2 separate regions of the Gossypium hirsutum genome follow, and region 2 is linked to region 1. Evidence: chromatin contacts called from public Hi-C data. All regions are on one chromosome and are shown on one strand. The core of a region is the stretch at or near the end of the contact, and the rest is flanking DNA. Distances in the headings are between cores, read along the strand shown. Region 1 holds the start of LOC107888707 (transcription factor GTE8). Region 2 holds the start of LOC107888729 (protein TPLATE).

Region 1 (4,373 bases), core at 145-2,644:
TAAAACCTAATTAAACACACAACTAGTCTAGTAAATATTTCTAATAATTATTTTCGAACTCAATTTACTAAGACGGAGGCCCGATATTATACTTTTCCGATGCCCGTGAATTTTGGGTCATTACATTTTATCTCGGATTTGTGGTCCTGAAACCACTATTCCGATTAGGCCCTAATTCGGGATATTACATCTAACATGAGTCAATTGCTCATCATGCCTAAATTTGATAGTCACTATCTTATCAAGGTTAGAGATGAACATAGCCTAGATGAACATAGCCTTTGTTGACGGGACTGACTTCATATTTTTGTTTAACTTTTCATGGTTTGTTATCCATGAAGAGAAAAAGAGAGAGATTATCATTTTTTTAGTCGAACCTTTAAAACATGTACAAAAGTGATTTGAGTTTTTTCAAGTGTCAAACTTTACGAATGAAATGTTGTGTTTATAGGATTAAATTATAGATTACATGATCTTGGATACCATATGCGATATTATAGCGGAGAGTGAATTGGTTTGTGGTGTTGACCATTTTTGCTCAAACAAGAACTTTGAGACATTTGATAAGAGTTGAATCTTTTATGTGCCATGTTGTATATGGGTGTAGAAAGTCGGGTAGACTATACCTAGGTTGAGTGAGGTTTCTATAATACCTATGTAGAACAAAAACAAGCTTTTATCCAAAAAAAAAAAATTCTAATTTTTATTTAAATAATATCTTGAAATTTGAAATTTAATTTTTTTAATTTAATATAATTTGATCTCTTTGTTTTTATTATATTATTAGTAGGTTAAAATTGATAACACTATTATTTATTGTCGTTATGACATAATTTTTAGATAAAAAATAAAAATTAAATATTTGATTAAAATGTGAATTTTGTTACTAGTTGACTAGATTTTTCATCGATTGTGTAATTGAGTAATAATTTTAAAAAAATATTATTACTTTAATGGTAGGAATAAGAGAAATAATAGGGAATTAAGGAACTATCCTAAGTACATTGTGATGCAGTTCGTGAATCCCTTCATTTAAAGGCGAAGTGAAAACTGAAAGATTCGGTAGCATGGAACTAGCCATTCGACATAGAGCACCAGCTGCTTTATTGCCTTCCCCGTAAGTGTGAATGGTGCTATTAATGACATCATAAAAAAAATTATGGGAAATTGAAGTAGAAGGAATAAATTTTGAATTTTAGAATAGTACAGGGACTAAAACAATAATTGACAAAAAACAAATTTGAATGATTAATAGTGCTAAATCAGCATGCCAAAAGCGGACGTTCGAGATCGATCTTAAATCGAACCGTCCGTTGACTTTCATCCTGAATCTAGCGGTCATAATTTCTCCAAAAGAAGCAAAAGCCCTTTAAATAGAGAGACGAGATACGAAGTTAAACTCCCTTCCTGATCTCGCCAATAATCTTTTTCGATCCAAAATTTTAAAATTCAATAAAACATTTTTCCTTTCTATTTTAAGAATATTAATTATTAGTTTCTCTAGGGTTTCTTGATCTAGAGTTTTCTCCTGTTTGTGCCTTTTTTTTTTGCTTCTCTCTTTTACTTTGTCGGCGAAACGATTGAGGAAGGGAAGAAAGGGTTCTCGACATAGGAGGAACAGTGAGCGAGCAGTGACAGACTGGTAATTGTTACTGGTTTCTTATGGGTTTTAGATTTCTTTTTGGATCCGGGTTTGGGTTTTATTCTTAGGGCGAGAGGGGTTTGATATTGGATTAGGGTTTTTGTTGTATCAAGCTTCTTCTGTTGTAAAGATTTGAGGCTTTATCTAGTAAATGATACTATATATTTTCAATTTAAATCAGTAAGCTAGTTTTTCTACTTGCAATTTTAGCTTTCCTGCATGATTGAAATTTTATTAAATGCGAATTTCGCGTTCTTGCCTTTTAGGTGTTTTATAGAGTTCAATATGGTGGGTTTTTTTCTTAATTAATGTGGTGAATTTGGGGTTTCTAAAGATGGGTAGTGTAAATAAAATTCAGGATCTGGGTAAATGCAGGTAAGAGCTGCTTTAATTGAACTGTGAATAAGTTCAATTTATTCTCGTGCTGTTTAATTCCTTTCCCATCGTCGGGAAAATTTTAAATCTGGATTTATTCACTGTGGAATGGGAGAATTTGGTTCCTATTAATGTTCTCTTCTCTAGTGTTTAATCTAGTGAATTTGTGTCTTTCAAAAGATAAATAGTTCAAGAAAGTATTCACAATGGTTAAATATTTTATATTTGGGTAAGTGCGGTGGGAATTGATTTAAACTTGTTTAAAACTTTTACTGACCTTTACTCTAGTAGTTGTAGTTAAAGGGTGGATTTATAGTTACTCTAGAAAATCAGATGGGATAATTTTGCTCCTATGGCTGATATCTTCAGAGTGCGGCAATTAAGTCAGCAGCTCCTTTACACTGAATAAAGGGATATAAGAAGAAAGGTGCTTTGGCTAAGATGTTGGCAAAGCGTGATAGGTTTGCAGGAGAGTATTACTGTGGCCCGTATGAGCCTCCTGGTGAATCAGAGGGATCTGGTAGCTCAGGAAGAATTGATATGGAGTTTACTGCTTCAGAAGATTCAAGTGCACCGCAGAGAAAATGTATCAGTTTGAACCCTGATAAACTTGGCACCTTTGGTGTCCGTACGGAAGTGCTGTCACTGTCAAAATTGTCACAGTTTGAAAGAAAGGATTTGATGCATAGGTTGAGACATGAATTGGAGCAGATTCGGATGCTTCAGAAGAAAGTTGAGTTGCAAAGGACAAATGGGGTTACTGTGTCATCTTCCAGTGATATTCTTAGTTGCAGCAATGGACAAATTTTACCTCACGCACGGGATTTTCAGAAATCATCCATGATGGCTTCTGGACCTGGGAAGAAAGGGAATCCTTTGAGTGGCAAGGCTCGTGCGTTTAATCGGACTTTTTCAGGAAAATCTGAGTCTGCAAAACATGCTTCAGCATCGAACACCTCAAATATGATGTTGATGAAGCAGTGTGAGGGTCTTCTAAAACGACTGATGAGCCATCAGTATGGGTGGGTCTTCAACCAACCGGTAGATATAGTCAAGTTGAATATTCCAGATTACTTTACTGTTATAAAGCAGCCCATGGACCTAGGAACGATTAAAAAGAAGATGGCATCAGGGGCATATGCAACCCCTTTGGAGTTTCATGATGATGTGAAGCTTACTTTCAGTAATGCAATGACCTATAATCCCCCTGGAAATGATGTCCACATTATGGCTGATACCCTTAACAAGTTTTTTGAGGTAAGGTGGAAAAACATTGAGAAGAAGTTACCAGTTACTGGTACCCAGTTGGTACAAAGTAAAGCTCCTTCTGAGGACATAGAGACTTCTAAGCCTATGCCTCCTGCAAAAAAGAGGAAGACAACCTCAGTGACCCAGGAAATTATAAAGGAACCTGTAAAGAGGATGACGGACGAGGAAAAACACAATCTAGGCAGACAACTGGAATCTTTGCTCGCAGAAATGCCTACACATATCATTGATTTCTTGAGAGAGCACAGTTCAAATGGAACCGAATCTGGAGAAGAAGAAATTGAGATTGATATTGATGACCTCAGTGTTGACACCTTGTTCACTTTGAAGAGACTTCTAGATGACTATTTGCAAGAGAAACAGAAAATCCAAGCAAGAGGTGAACCTTGTGAAATTGAGGTACAAATCCTCGCATAATAAAGGCTGAAAAATCAGTACCATTGCTTGCTTTTGATGCTTCAAAATACACTCATATATGTATGTAAATGCAAAGTGGTTGAGTTCTACTTATATTCTTTTTTCTTTTTTTTTGGGGAAAATTTCTGATGCAGCTAATTAATGAATCTGCACCGAGTAATTCATCCATGCAACAAGGCAAAGGTCATCTTTCAAATCCTAGTGCATAATAACCCCCTTCTGAGGTATGTTTTCTTTCTGACTTGGTTTTCTGTTTGACTTTTTTGTTTGCAGGGAATGACCAAGTTGATGAGGATGTTGACATTGGGGGAAATGAGCCTCCTGTATCTAGCTATCCACCTGTGGAGATAGAGAAGGACACAGACCATAGAACCACAAAGTCTGTCAGTTCAAGCAGCTCTAGAGGTAATTGTCTTTTCCTTCCTTTTTCTATACCTATGATTCTGTCTTTCTAAGTAAATGATAAATCTTCAGTCCCCATCTTGTTTGTGTCCCAAATTATTTGTTTTCAACGCAGCTCATTTACCGATCAATCAACATAGGGTAGACATACTTCTTAAATCTTCATTGTCAGTAAAATTACTGTTGGAAACTTTATGGCTAGAGAATGGGTTCTGCACATTTATGCTTCCATATGTTATCTGCTGATCTAGTCACTTGGGCTTGTGCT
Region 2 (5,091 bases), core at 468-2,967, 620 kb before region 1:
TTTGCAAAGAGATCAACACATAAAGCTGTCCGACAAATACAGGCTAAAGCATGCATTCGGTCCGATTCTGCACGCAGGTTTCTTACCATAAGAAGCAGCCTCTTGAACAATGATACCTTCATGAGAAATTTTAGAATATCAAGCAGTTTTCTACATAATGTTCAAACATTATGACCTTCGGGCTTATAAGCAATAGCAAACACAAAACCACTTTCAGAAATCACTTCTGGAAAGACAAAATATAAGAACTGACTTCCAACACACTGAAGAAATAAAGAAACTTCTAAGGATGGATTCTAACATATATATTTCATTATTCTATCTTTCCCAGTGTGACAGCTAACCTTGAAACGCTCTCACCAGTAAAATTTCATAAACTCGCTATATCAGTGATTCAGACCTATCTCTTACACACTAAGAAAACCAAATTTAATTTATGCAAAAGAATTATAAAAAAAAAAAAAAACACACCTGCATATGAAGATCAAGCAAATGAAGATTAGTAACAACAGCTCGAACAATACTTTCTCTCGCAGAAGCAAACTCCTGTCTATCCCAAAGTGTCAAAATAGCAATTATTGACTGTGAAGCCCACTCAGGCTTCCCTCCAGGCACATCAGCCAAATACAACATATTAATCCCGACGTCAAAAATCAACGCAGGTTCCAGCGAAGATGCCAGAAATGGAGCCAAATGAGTGACTAAATCCGACACACCAACTAATTTCTCCGCATTGGAATCCACCACAGTCCCATTCACTTTAGAACCCTTTGAAATCTTCCTTATAACTTCCAATCCCCCCGAAGCCACTGCCTTAACTGCATAAACTAAAGGAAAAACAGTTGCTCGAAAACTCTCAACCGGTAAAATCAATGACCTTGCCATTAAAGTGCTGCGTTTTTTCCAAACGAAATCAACCATTGAAGAAACCCAATTTGACCTTATAGCCAAAGAATTTTCACTATCAACAAGCTTATCACCAGCTAATCTGCTCATCCTTTTTGAATCCAATTCCTGAAATAATCTCCCCACGGATTCAAATGCTACCTTTGAAACCGTGTCGGACTTGTCCAACATATTCTGCCCAATCCGAGCCCACCAAGCTGATACCTTATCGAGAAGATTAACATTGTTTTCACACAACGTTACGAGATCGTCTCTAGCGAGAACACATCCTAGAGTCTCGGTGATGGAGAACCGGAGGTTATCGGAAGGGGAATCGAAACAAGCAGAGATCTCGGCATTGGAATCGGTGATAAGTTTGGCGAGGGAATAAGAAGGGATGGCAGCGAGGATGGAGACTGCAGCAGCAACGACATCGGGATCGGGGAAGTGGAAGTCGTTACGGATGCCGGTAGAGACAGAATCCCAAAGGTCGGCGGTTAAACGAGTGGATCGGATGAGGTCGAAGGCAAGCTTTTTGCAGACGGCGGAGGCAGGGGCGGCGACGATTTCTTCAACGGCGGATTTGGCAATTATGGAAATGTCGCGACCGGCGGCGGATTGTTGGAGGGCGGAGAGAAGAGCGCTGGACTGGCGGAGAGCATCGTTTGAGCGGAGATCCGCTTGGATTTGAGCAAAAAGAATATCCATTAACAAAAAAATTATTTGGGTTTCTCAATGGAACATCGGGATGAAGTTCGAACTAGTCAATTTGAAGATCTGATCTGATACAACGAAGAGGTGCAAGAAAGCAGTTATCAAAATGAAAATGTTAGCTCCGGACCAGCTTGGCATTGTGGTTGAACCAAATTGGGCCGGGTCTGTATATGAACTTGCATCGGTTTTCGGTTCGGCCTATGTTTGTTGGTTTGGACTTTGGTTATTGGTTGTAAAAAGTTTTTAAATATTAAATAATGTTATACATTTAATAGAAATATGTATTTTATTAAATTGAACAAATTTTAATATAAATTTAAGGGGTTAAATGTTTAAATTTCATGGCATATAATATTTTTGGGGCAAATTATACAGTAGGTCACTCTAAAATAGTGTCATTTTTATTTTGATCATTTTATTTTTTTGTCAATTTAGTCACTCTGAATAAGATAATTGCTCGAATTAGACACTATCGTTAAAATTTTTGTTAATCCACTAACGGATGTTGAAATATCATTTTTTTTTACTTTTAACTAAAGTTAGTACCTTCTTTGTAATTAGTCTAAAATACTTTTTTCTTGTTCATTTGCAACATAATACTAAAGTTGGTAAGTTCTCTTTTTCCTTTTTGTTGTTTGTTTCCTCGGAAAAGTATCAAAGGAAAATGAGGATAGTTTTGACTTGTTTGTTGACTTATAGGTTTTACCGTGAGTATTATGCTCATAGTGTTTATTTGTGCACGCTTGATTTGTGCTCAGATTCAGCTACGTGCTTTTCAGAGATCCTTTGCAATTTCTTCAAGATCTAATCTTAGTATGGTAAGTTTTTCTTTACTTTTTTTTTTTAAGAAAATTTATTTTTTCTTCTTAATTTTTAAATTTCTAGGATTTGATTGTGTTCTGTTTCATCGTGCGTGTTTAGTTTATTAACAAATCTAGTTTTGTTGGGTGTTCAACTTTATTGATGAAAACAATGATTTCCCAAAAATATTTCGTCTTTTTTTTTCCATAGCAATTATGTTATTGTTACTAGATGCGTGTTGAAATTAATAATGGAAAGATGATTTTGAGGGTACCCAAGGGAAGATTTTAAGATTTTTATAAAGTAATTTTTAAGTTTTTTCTTTTATTTTCTTCTTTGTGTGTTCTTTTTGAAAAATTTTAAGAGAAAATCAAATTAAAGAAAAGAAAAAGAGTGATATAATTACCTAAGAAATTAGAACATGGGTTATTTTGGACAAGCCAAATAAACAAGTCAAAACTATCTTCATTTTTCTCTTTTACTTTTCCTAAGAAACAAACAACAACAAAAGAAAAAGAGAACTTCCAAACCTTAGTCTTATGTTGCAAATAAACAAAATAAGAAAGTGTTTTGAACTAATTATAAAGAGCTTTCTAGCTATACTCAAAGGTAAAAAAAAAAAAGCCATGTTAGCAATCCGTTAGTGGTTTAACGAAAATTTTAACAACAGTGACCAATTCGAGCAATTATCTTAATTAGAGTAATTAAATTGACAAAATAATTAGAGTGACCAAAATAGGAGCAATGTTATTTTAGAGTGACCTGAAGCGCAGTTTACCCAATAATTTTTTATTTTTTTAATTAAACTTATTTGAAGGATTTTTAATTAAATGGTATGTACCAAATTAAATTCACAACTTATTAAACCAAATACTCGAATACAATTTTCACAACAACAGTTCAAATTCAATTAGATTATATTAAATATGAAAATGACATTTAGTAAACACAATATGTATACATCCATCAAGATTATCAGTAGTTTGAAGAAAAATATTAGTAAAATGTTAAATTTTGAATATAACAAATAAGGTTGAAACGTAATTTGAAAGAAATTAATTTATTATTGCAGAAATAGAGGAAGTAGTTATAAGGAATAATTATAAGTACTAACAGTAACTGCAAAAAAAAAACATAAAACAATTTCTTTCGCAATTTGATTTTTCAATGTTTGCTGGAGTTTTATCTTGAAAGATAATTCACTATCTTTAATCTTGTAAAAATAATGATTTAATTGCTATCACATTGGTATAACAATCTTACCTTCACATTAAAGATCTAGATTCCTCTCCACTAAATTTTCTACTAAATTTTCCCCTGAAAACTAAGTTTGTAAAACCAAGTAATTCACTTATAAAAACAATAATTGTTAATAATAGCTATTGTGAACATTGTTGGAAAGCTAGTTGAATATAATTGGCATGTTATAGACTACATGAGCTCGTTATAGTGTTTGTTGGCTGCTTGTAGTGCTTGGGAGTATCAAAATGGCACATTCTGCGTATTATGGGATTTGGATGGCTAAGTCGTGCTTTGCACACACCGAAATATCGTAATTAATATTTTATCATATCGTAACAGGGCATCGAATGATTATCTACATATTCCATGTAATTTTTCATAAATGGTTACATAGGCTAAAAGGCTAAAAGTTTAAAAAAGTTAGTGTAGGATATGATGTGATATTGACTTCCTACTTGTTAAAGTTAACATAGTTGTAAAGGAAAATTCAAGTGCAAGAGTATGTTCAGATTATAAATTTTGATTTGTGGTGGGATTGATAGTATGTGTAACATCCCTCACCATTTTCAGACGATCGGTGCGGTTGAAAGATGTCACCGAAGAATGTACGAGTAAGAAATATTGGATTTGTTTAAAGATTGGAAATTTAAAATATTTTTATAAAATAATTAAAATATATTTTAGACAAGATTCAAACTTTTAAAATCATTTAAGATTTATTCAAGGTTAATTGGAGGTGATCGAAACCCAAAATGATCTCTAAGAGGTCAAAACAACTTTAAAATAGTACAATGCTGAAAATAGGTGTGACGTTGCAACATGGGGACTTTTGACATCACAACAACACTTACTGAGTAGCGAGGTTGCGACATGAATTATGCGACATCGGGTGGCAAGGTTGCGATATTGCAATTTTGTGTTCATGACATAACTCATTAAATATGTCCAAAACACTTCAAAATGTTTTCTTAAGTCCATTTATTCATGACATCTCTAACACATGCTTAAAAATATCCCAAATATATATGAAAGCCACTATAACAAACTTTAAATTTGCAATTTATAATCCTCAAAGGTAAGTAATTATGCATATCATTAATTTACCAAAAGAAGGATAAGATGATGAAATAACGAGTGTAGCTTGCAAGCTCAAATTTAAACAACATTCAACACAAAGACCAAGTAATATGAAATTAACATAGTTACTTATGTAGACACCTAGACTCATGGGCCGTGGTTCAAAGCCCATGACCATGGTACAAAGAACGTCCTATAGAGGTCAATCTATTAAATAAGGCTTATTTGACCCACGAAAGTTGGCTTGATTCGATGAACAAGTGATTAAGCCCATCTACTTGAAGCCTTGGTGGCCTAGTGAGGCAATTATGGGAAATTAAGGCTACCTTGGTAAATAGAGAAACTAATATCAGAAGATTTGTAATCTAATAA

The links. Hi-C and Micro-C count contacts between places; a contact is called where the count stands out from the background.
Region 2: a contact with region 1 is called in a Hi-C map of leaf, with 2.0 times the contacts expected there. The contact joins the promoter of LOC107888729 here to the promoter of LOC107888707 in region 1. A contact is called at or near these places in 7 of 34 Hi-C or Micro-C datasets (callus, hypocotyl and leaf).

What each region holds. Positions count from the first base shown.
Region 1 is chrA09:15,175,934-15,180,306 of Gossypium_hirsutum_v2.1, reverse strand. It overlaps LOC107888707 (transcription factor GTE8), which reads left to right and starts at 1,394. Exons shown (of 10, transcript XM_016812884.2): 1 at 1,394-3,685; 2 at 3,838-3,886; 3 at 3,977-4,108. The coding sequence starts at 2,459.
Region 2 is chrA09:15,798,220-15,803,310 of Gossypium_hirsutum_v2.1, reverse strand. It overlaps LOC107888729 (protein TPLATE), which reads right to left and starts at 1,717. Exons shown (of 7, transcript XM_041077806.1): 1 at 472-1,717; 2 at 1-116. The coding sequence starts at 1,593.